2 separate regions of the Zea mays genome follow, and region 1 is linked to region 2. A link is a contact called in public Hi-C data. All regions are on one chromosome and are shown on one strand. The core of a region is the stretch at or near the end of the contact, and the rest is flanking DNA. Distances in the headings are between cores, read along the strand shown. Region 1 holds the start of LOC100276232 (Heavy metal transport/detoxification superfamily protein). Region 2 holds the start of LOC100274571 (Auxin response factor 10).

Region 1 (3,948 bases), core at 1,411-3,910, 310 kb before region 2:
GCAAGAAGGATGAAGAAGGAAGGACAGCGATGCATTGGTTAGCACACTGCTAGTAGCTGTTGGTAAATGTACACGCATCATTACGGACATGCATGCATACATGGAATGATTTGTCCTGGTGATGGAAAAACTCTGCATGTAGGCGCTCACCGTTCATCTTGGAGACGACGTCGGCGACCCGCTGCCGGCAGTGCGAGCAACCCATGTTGGCGCTCATCACCACCACCTGCACCTGCGCATGCATGGTTCCAGCGACGCATCATTCATTCATTCGCATCCGCATTGCCTCTACGCGCGTAATGAATAAAAGAAAATGTTGCTTCTCTCGAAATAAAACACACGTTCCGTTTTCTAAAAAAACAAAACAAAACAAAACTAGCCTATACGTAATTAATAAAAAGCTAGTTAATTAAGAGCATCTCCAAGAGACTGGATAAATGGCTTGTCAAGTTAAATTTTAGCTATTTAATAGCAAAATAGCTCTTCAACAGACTATCCGTTTAACTTGCCAAGCTATCCGGCTCTTTAAATTGACCCTCTCACTAGCTAAATTTGGCTAGCAACTCTCGCCAGTTAAACTAACTTACATGTTTAAGAGTCTGTTCGAATGAAATGTTATATATAGAGTTTAATCTTTATAGACAGATAAATAGAGTAAAAAGTAAAGAGTATATTAATCCCACCTTCCACTGATCGATCAGGACGTACGTACGGCTAGAGTTCATTGTATATAGTTGAGGGGAATATATTCGTACGTAGCACAGGGAAGCTAGGAGGGAAGAGATGCATATGTTCCTCTCCAAAAGTCACATGGCTAGCTGCTGCCACTCTTGAACCCTAATGCAGATTGTTCTAATAATCTAATCCTACACAGCCACAGGCAGCCACCAGCTAGGCAGCTAGCGGTATTATATATACTCCATTCGTTCTTTTTTATTTGTCACGTTTTAGTTTAAAAATAAACTAACGAACAAGGAACAAGAACGATAACGGAGGTAGTAGTATATAGCAGCATATGCCGTGCGTGCTAATCTATCAGCTACGCAAGCCACTTGCATTATATTATATATAGTAGATGAATACTAGTCGCATCGCATGGCATCTTACCGTTGCGATCTTCTCTGATCAGGCAACAGGCCAATGCAAAGACTCCTCCGGAGATCTAGTCCCATTCCCATACAGATTAAACTCGTGCAGGAGGAATTCTAGAGATTAAGAAATATAATGTTCGGTCATAGCAGCTAGCTAACTGATGATGGTGAAATACTGTAAATGACTGAGTCAAATATAATGGTCAAAAACACACACTGCACATGCAGGCAGGAACGCCCGCCAGTATATCATATGATGTTGGGATGAGAAGGAGAAGCGTGTGCGCTTAATTAATTTATTATTATCAGGTCAAAGGAAGCGTGTGCAAGCGTAGTTGGTGAGGGGGTTATAAACGAGGAGCATTCATCAGGCATGGCGGCTGCCTGTACAGTGAACCTGCTCGTGCCTTAGCCTATTCGTCTACTGCCTGGCATGCTCACCGGTCAAAGACAGACGGTTTCACTTTCACCTTCGTTATGGGCTCCTGGCCGCCAGACAAGCAGCTCGAGCTCTCTCCCGGCAACAGCCAACAGCTAATAACAGCTCATCAGCTGTGGCCGAGAACGGCGCAACAAACAAGTGGCTGCAATAGCATAGCATTGCATTGCATTGCATAGAGCGGCGCAAGAAACAGGCTACAGGCGCTGCATGCGTGCCCGGTGTCTGCTACCAGCAGATTCAGTCTCTTGGTCTTGCCAACAAGTTACTGCCATTGATTTGCATGTGGACAAGAACAATAATGTGTAGCTCACAGATTCTCATCTCCAGGATCATCAGAGCAAGTTAAAAGATACTACAGTAGAAAGAAAGAGAGACAGACAGACAGACAGGGAAGCAAACTTGCTCCCTGCACTGGAGTTGTTTGGCGGATTGGCACTAAGCCACTAACAGTAACAGGGGCTGGACTTCTCACCTTTACGCTAAAAGCCGGACTGGGAGGGCAAAAAGCGACCGGGTCCCTTTTGAGAATCCAAGGAGATCAAACCAGCAGCCAGGCTCCAGCATCTCTCTCTTCCTCTTCTCCCTCGATGTGTGCAGTGGAACAACGGACACTGAACGTGTGGAGATGGAGACTGTCTGTCGAAATGCGGTGAAGGATGGAGTGACTTTACTGTGCTACGACACTACCACTGAAGCCTGAACAGCAAAGGCTAGCATCATATCCTCAACGAGGCAGGAAGGAGAGAGCACAGAGTCCTGCTCCGGCAGAAAGACAGAGTCGCTAGCAGAGTGATTGATAGTCGCAGCTGGGTTTCAAGAACCCAACGACATGCAAGCCATTGCGGAGTTCTCATTTCTTGGCGCTGATCAGCTTGCTGGCAATGATGAGGAAGAAAGGGAGAGCGCGTACCGATGGGAGGGAGAGATCTTCCGCAAACCTCAGAGCCTGTAGCTTGCTTGGCGTGCTGCTGACGGTTGCGTCCGACGAGGCGCCGAAGCTCCGCTTGGAGGAGGAGGAGGAGGACTCACTCCCCCTGTCGTCTTCATTCCCTCCGTGCTCCAGCTCCATGTCCATGGCGGCGTGCGCGTGGGCTCTTCTTGATGCTTGAGCTCCCCCTCCCTTTCCTGTCCGGCGACAGCACCCAAGGCTTCTCCTTTTTATACTAGCTATTCTAGACATGGAGAGAGAGAGAGAGAGAGGATCCCATGTCACAACAGTTACTTGTTGAGACCACGCTTTGAGAGGTCTGATATATTTTAGGCACTTGTGAATGAGGTTAGGTGTAGGAAGGTGAACTCCAGCAATCAGGCTTATTTGCTGAGGGATCTCCTTTCCAAAGACCCACCCAGCCCAGGCACAGTGTGGCATGGTCATTCACTTCCATAGTTTCATTGGATGACTAGGATTTACATGTATGTATGATGTCACTTGTCTTGGAGGCTAGTGCCATTTTACAAATGAAGGAGGGGCCCACCATGTATTGGATTCCTCCCCCTTCTTTGTTTTCACTGTTACAGTAACAGATTAAGAAATCACCACATCAGGGGAGGTTACTTGCAGTGCGAAAAGTAAAAGAGAGAGAGAGAGAGAAAGGTTTCCGAAGTCTAAAATGGTCGTCATGGACGGTGGAATGTGACATTGGAACAACAAAACACACAGTCAGGACCTCTCCAGAATCCACATTTTCGGAACTTTTGAAGTTTCTGCAAGGAAATCCTCCTGCAGCTATGCATATTTCACACACGGGGGGAAAAAAAAGAGAAGGTTCCAGTTCTTGGCACCTTATAGCGTGATGATTTTAAAATGTACTAGGTAGAGTTGATACTGAGAATAACGAATTGCTCTTTAGGCACACCTATATAGTATGTAGTTTTTGCTACATATTTTATCTAGTGTCTTTAACTATTCTCTGTTAGCATGGAATGGTTGGCCATATACACTATAATGCTCCATCCTTCAAACTTACAACAAAAAGGCCAGGATAAGAGACACCGTGATACTGTTCTTTAAACGGTAGGCAAAGAAGAACCATCAATCTCCCAAACCCGAGAAGACCAGAATTAAAAAAAGCAAAATCCCAAGATCATAGCTGGCATGCATTCAGTGTTAACCAATACTGAAAGTACGATGGAGAGAAGATATGACAAAGGGGGGGATTTAGACATATACAGAAACCACTGAAAATCCATCTTAATGGCTCAATGCAATCCAGCGGAAAATTTTATTCTGGAAACATGGAAGGAAACTGAAAACCAAATGGCCTAGAATCTCCAAAAAACAAGGATGTCAAAAGACTGAACCCTGACTGACGCTATACACTAGACAGAGATACACCCTGATTGGATAAGCAGCTATCGTTGTCTTTTGTACTTGCGCCCATTTTTAAGGGCACACCGACAGTACGCTACCTAAAA
Region 2 (3,817 bases), core at 1,174-3,673:
CGCCATAACGAAGGTTTATGATCGCCGAAGGTGTTCGAAGCTCAAGAAATTGAAGTGAGTTCACCGGAGGTGGGCGCCAATGTTGGGGACTTGTTCTCAAATGCTATGAGTTAAGAACAAGGCAACACAAAAAACGTTAAAGGTTGATACCCTTCGTCCTTCGAAGCATTATTTCCCTTGGGATATAATGATTTTCGGACGAAGGTTATAAAAGACGTACCTTCATAAACTCAACATATAATAACGAAGGAAGGATTATACGAAATATGAAATATGAAGGAAAATATAGACAATTACATGTTGTTATCAATTCATCTCTGTATTATTATTATAGAAAAATAGAAACGACATCAAGTTACAAATGTACCTTCTGCTTGGAAGGAAATAAAAGCACAAGCGTGATGCAAAAAGCAAATGCCCAGTCAGCGTGAACAGTACGGGGGTACTGTTCACCTATTTATAGGCACGGGACACAACCCATATAAAATTACATCCATGTCCTTTACATTTGGTAGTAGTTCTATAGTAATCCACCGAGGTTTAAATAGCCTTTTCATCTTTAAGTCGGTTTCCTTTTCTGCAGACACGCCGAAGCTTTCCTGCTTACTTCTTCGGTGCTGTATCAACCTTCGTATTCTTCGAGCTTCTCCCGCAATGGTACCGATTCGAGTCCGAAGATACCTGTTCACACATTATACTCCAGAAACACTGTTAAATCCTGTTTTCGAGGACCTTCGAAATCCGAAGGCCCCCAACAGGTAGTATAATTATATATAACTATTGGAGTTGCTCTAAGGCCAATAGGTATATCTCGAAGCTAAAAACCAACCGATACCCCTACCAGCAAGATGATGACATCAGCATTCAAGGTCACACCAAAGCGAGCATTTGAACACACACTCTACTCTAGAAAAATTAAAGCTAACCATGAGACTATACGTACTTTGATGTTTACAAATAAACAATAATTATATTTGAATAAATATCTCAATACCTATTTATATTTATATGATATAAAAAACCATAGTAAAAGCACGAGCTACTAGCTAGTACATGATTATGTATTCCTTTTTTTGTTCGTTTGTTGGATGGTTGGGCAACTAATATCATTAGGACGAACTATTCGACAAATATCCGTTATCTTTTTTAATAATATCCAATATCTATTTCTTACTCGCCCTAATTATTATTCGATTCCGTTTTGTATCCGTCCCGAATTTTAACTATCAGTATCTGATCATGTATCTGACATAATTATATCATGGTAGGATATGGGATAACCTAGTATCCGACCGTTCTCACCCCTGGTTATAGTGAAAGAAGATGAATACCACCAACGAGCAGTCATGACGACGCTCTCCAGAAACCTGATCGCCTGTGCACCGAACAAATGCCTCGACGGATGGTGGGTTCGAAACTTCGGATGCTAGCTCTCCCAACTCTCCGTGCGCAATAGATTTGGGAGGGGGAAAAACTTCAGTGGCAGCTCAACCGTGAAAATAGAATGAAAATAATAAGAGTGTATTTTCCACATACGCATTTGAAGGATTGTGTGCACTTATATAGATGCAAGAGAGTAGGGGAAGAGGTGCTGTCAAATAGCTTAATGACAACCATCATGGTCATAAGAATGACAGTTACAAGTAAGGAGGGTTTGTTTGGGATTATAACACTCCCTAACTCTCACCATCAAAATGGTTGTTACTAGTAACTTACCAAACCATAAGTAGCACCTATAATTCACCCAATTACTCATCATACATAACTCCTAGCTTAAACACGAGCCTTAAAATTTGTAGAATATTAAATAAATGATCCTTAAATATTCTAGAATGAGCAAGGTTTCCTCGTTGATTCCCCATCCACGTCAGCGTCATTCCGTGGACTGGAAATCTGAGGAAGAGCGAAGTGTCGGTCGGACCGCTCTAGCGGCGCGGTAATCCCCTCCGTCACCTCACGGAAACCTTGCCAAACAGGCCTACACAGGCGGAACAGAAGAGCACTGCTGCGGCGTGGGAGGCCATCGTCCGTCTGGTACTCTGGTGCGGTGCGCGGCAGCGCTCGCCAGTCGCCACTGCACTACTGCTGGCTGCTGCTGCACTGCACCGCACCACACCCCGTCTCGCTTTTGCTGCCGCTGCAGGCCGGTCAGACCAGACAGGCAGCAGGCAGCCAGCCAGCCGCACACACGCAAGCACCGGCCCGGGCCCACACGCCTTTCCCAGCCCGCGCATCGGACCGGACCGGACCGGACCATACTGGACCGGACCGCGCGAACCGGTGGTCCAAGCCAACGCGGCCGTGTCACCACCGGCTTTCTTTCTGTCCGGACGCCACCGCTGCGTCACGCTGTCTACTCCCTACAAAGAGACCACACCGAATCTCCCCTCTCGTCTACCCTCCTCTCCTTCCTCGCCGCACACACAGACACACGCAAAAACATTTCTCCCCCCTCCCGACTGCTACTGCCGCTGCCTCCTCCCCCTTTCCGCCCGCCTTCGCTCCCTCCCAACCCCCTTCCTCCTCCGTCTAGGGTTTCCCGCCGCCGCCTGATCCGAGTCAGATGCCGCCCGCAACAGCCATGGCGCCGCCGTCCCAGCCCCCGTCTAACTCAGGTACGCGCGCGCCAGATCCGGTCAGCTCCGGCGGCCTTATCTCTCTACCTCTTGGCGTCCGCCGTCTCCTCTCCGAGGCGGGGCCTCGTGCTGATGGTGCCTTGCTCTGTTCCTGGCAGGGGATCCGCTGTACCCGGAGCTCTGGCGCGCCTGCGCCGGCCCGCTCGTCACCGTCCCCCGCGTCGGCGACCTCGTCTTCTACTTCCCCCAGGGGCACATCGAGCAGGTACTCCTCCTCCCTTCTCCTCCGCTGGAGCTTAGCTTGTCCCTCGCCCCCCCTGCCCTGCTCCGGACGCTGATTTGGAGTGCTCGGGGGCTCGCAGGTGGAGGCGTCCATGAACCAGGTCGCCGGGAACCAGATGCGCCTCTACGATCTGCCCCCCAAGCTGCTCTGCCGCGTGCTCAACGTCGAGCTCAAGGTTCCTTCCACTTCCCGCCGTCTTTTTTTTGTTTTTACCTTCCCCCGGTTTTTTCGCCCCCAATTCCGCACCTAGCGCGCCCGTTTCCCCTCCTGAGCGATTCCAGGTCCTGTGCTTACGCGTTCTGCGGGTTTGGGCAGGCGGAGACGGACACCGACGAGGTCTACGCGCAGATCATGCTCATGCCGGAGCCCGAGGTAGCCTCCCTCCCAGCTCGGACTATCTATGCTCGGCACGTAATTCCGGAATTTTCCCTCGGAACTAGGAGGTTCTCACTTGCTCTCGCTCTGCTTGCTCGTTCGTGCAGCAAACCGATGTGCCGGCTGAGAAGCCGAGTTCTGCACCTGCTGCGTCGCCGAGGCCAGCAGTCAGGTCCTTCTGCAAGACGCTCACCGCCTCGGACACCAGCACACACGGTGGCTTCTCTGTGCTGCGCCGACACGCTGACGAGTGCCTCCCTCCCCTGGTGTGTGCGCTCAACACCCCCCTGTGGATTCTGTTCCTCTGCTATTAATAGAAGTATAGAACTAGAGATGCGCGTGGTACTGCTTAAGCTTTGTGTCGTCTGGTGAGCTGACCTTCTTGTTTTTCCGTCGGCAGGATATGACCCAGTCGCCTCCCACACAGGAGCTGGTGGCGAAGGATCTGCATGGCATGGAGTGGCGCTTCCGCCACATCTTTAGAGGTAATTTGGGCTCCTCATTTGCCATGGTTCGCGCCTGCCTTGTATGCTACAGGATTGATTGATTTGCTTCACCGCTACTTCCGATTGTCGATTTATTC

The links. Hi-C and Micro-C count contacts between places; a contact is called where the count stands out from the background.
Region 1: a Hi-C map of endosperm shows a contact between it and region 2, with 2.3 times the contacts expected there. The contact joins the promoter of LOC100276232 here to the promoter of LOC100274571 in region 2. A contact is called at or near these places in 6 of 25 Hi-C or Micro-C datasets (ear, endosperm, leaf and 3 more).

Annotation. Positions count from the first base shown.
Region 1 is chr3:159,094,938-159,098,885 of Zm-B73-REFERENCE-NAM-5.0, reverse strand. LOC100276232 (Heavy metal transport/detoxification superfamily protein) reads right to left here and starts at 2,660. Exons shown (of 3, transcript NM_001150070.2): 1 at 2,444-2,660; 2 at 151-232. The coding sequence starts at 2,608.
Region 2 is chr3:158,787,181-158,790,997 of Zm-B73-REFERENCE-NAM-5.0, reverse strand. LOC100274571 (Auxin response factor 10) reads left to right here and starts at 2,423. Exons shown (of 14, transcript NM_001320127.1): 1 at 2,423-2,615; 2 at 2,735-2,841; 3 at 2,939-3,034; 4 at 3,175-3,231; 5 at 3,342-3,500; 6 at 3,635-3,719. The coding sequence starts at 2,564.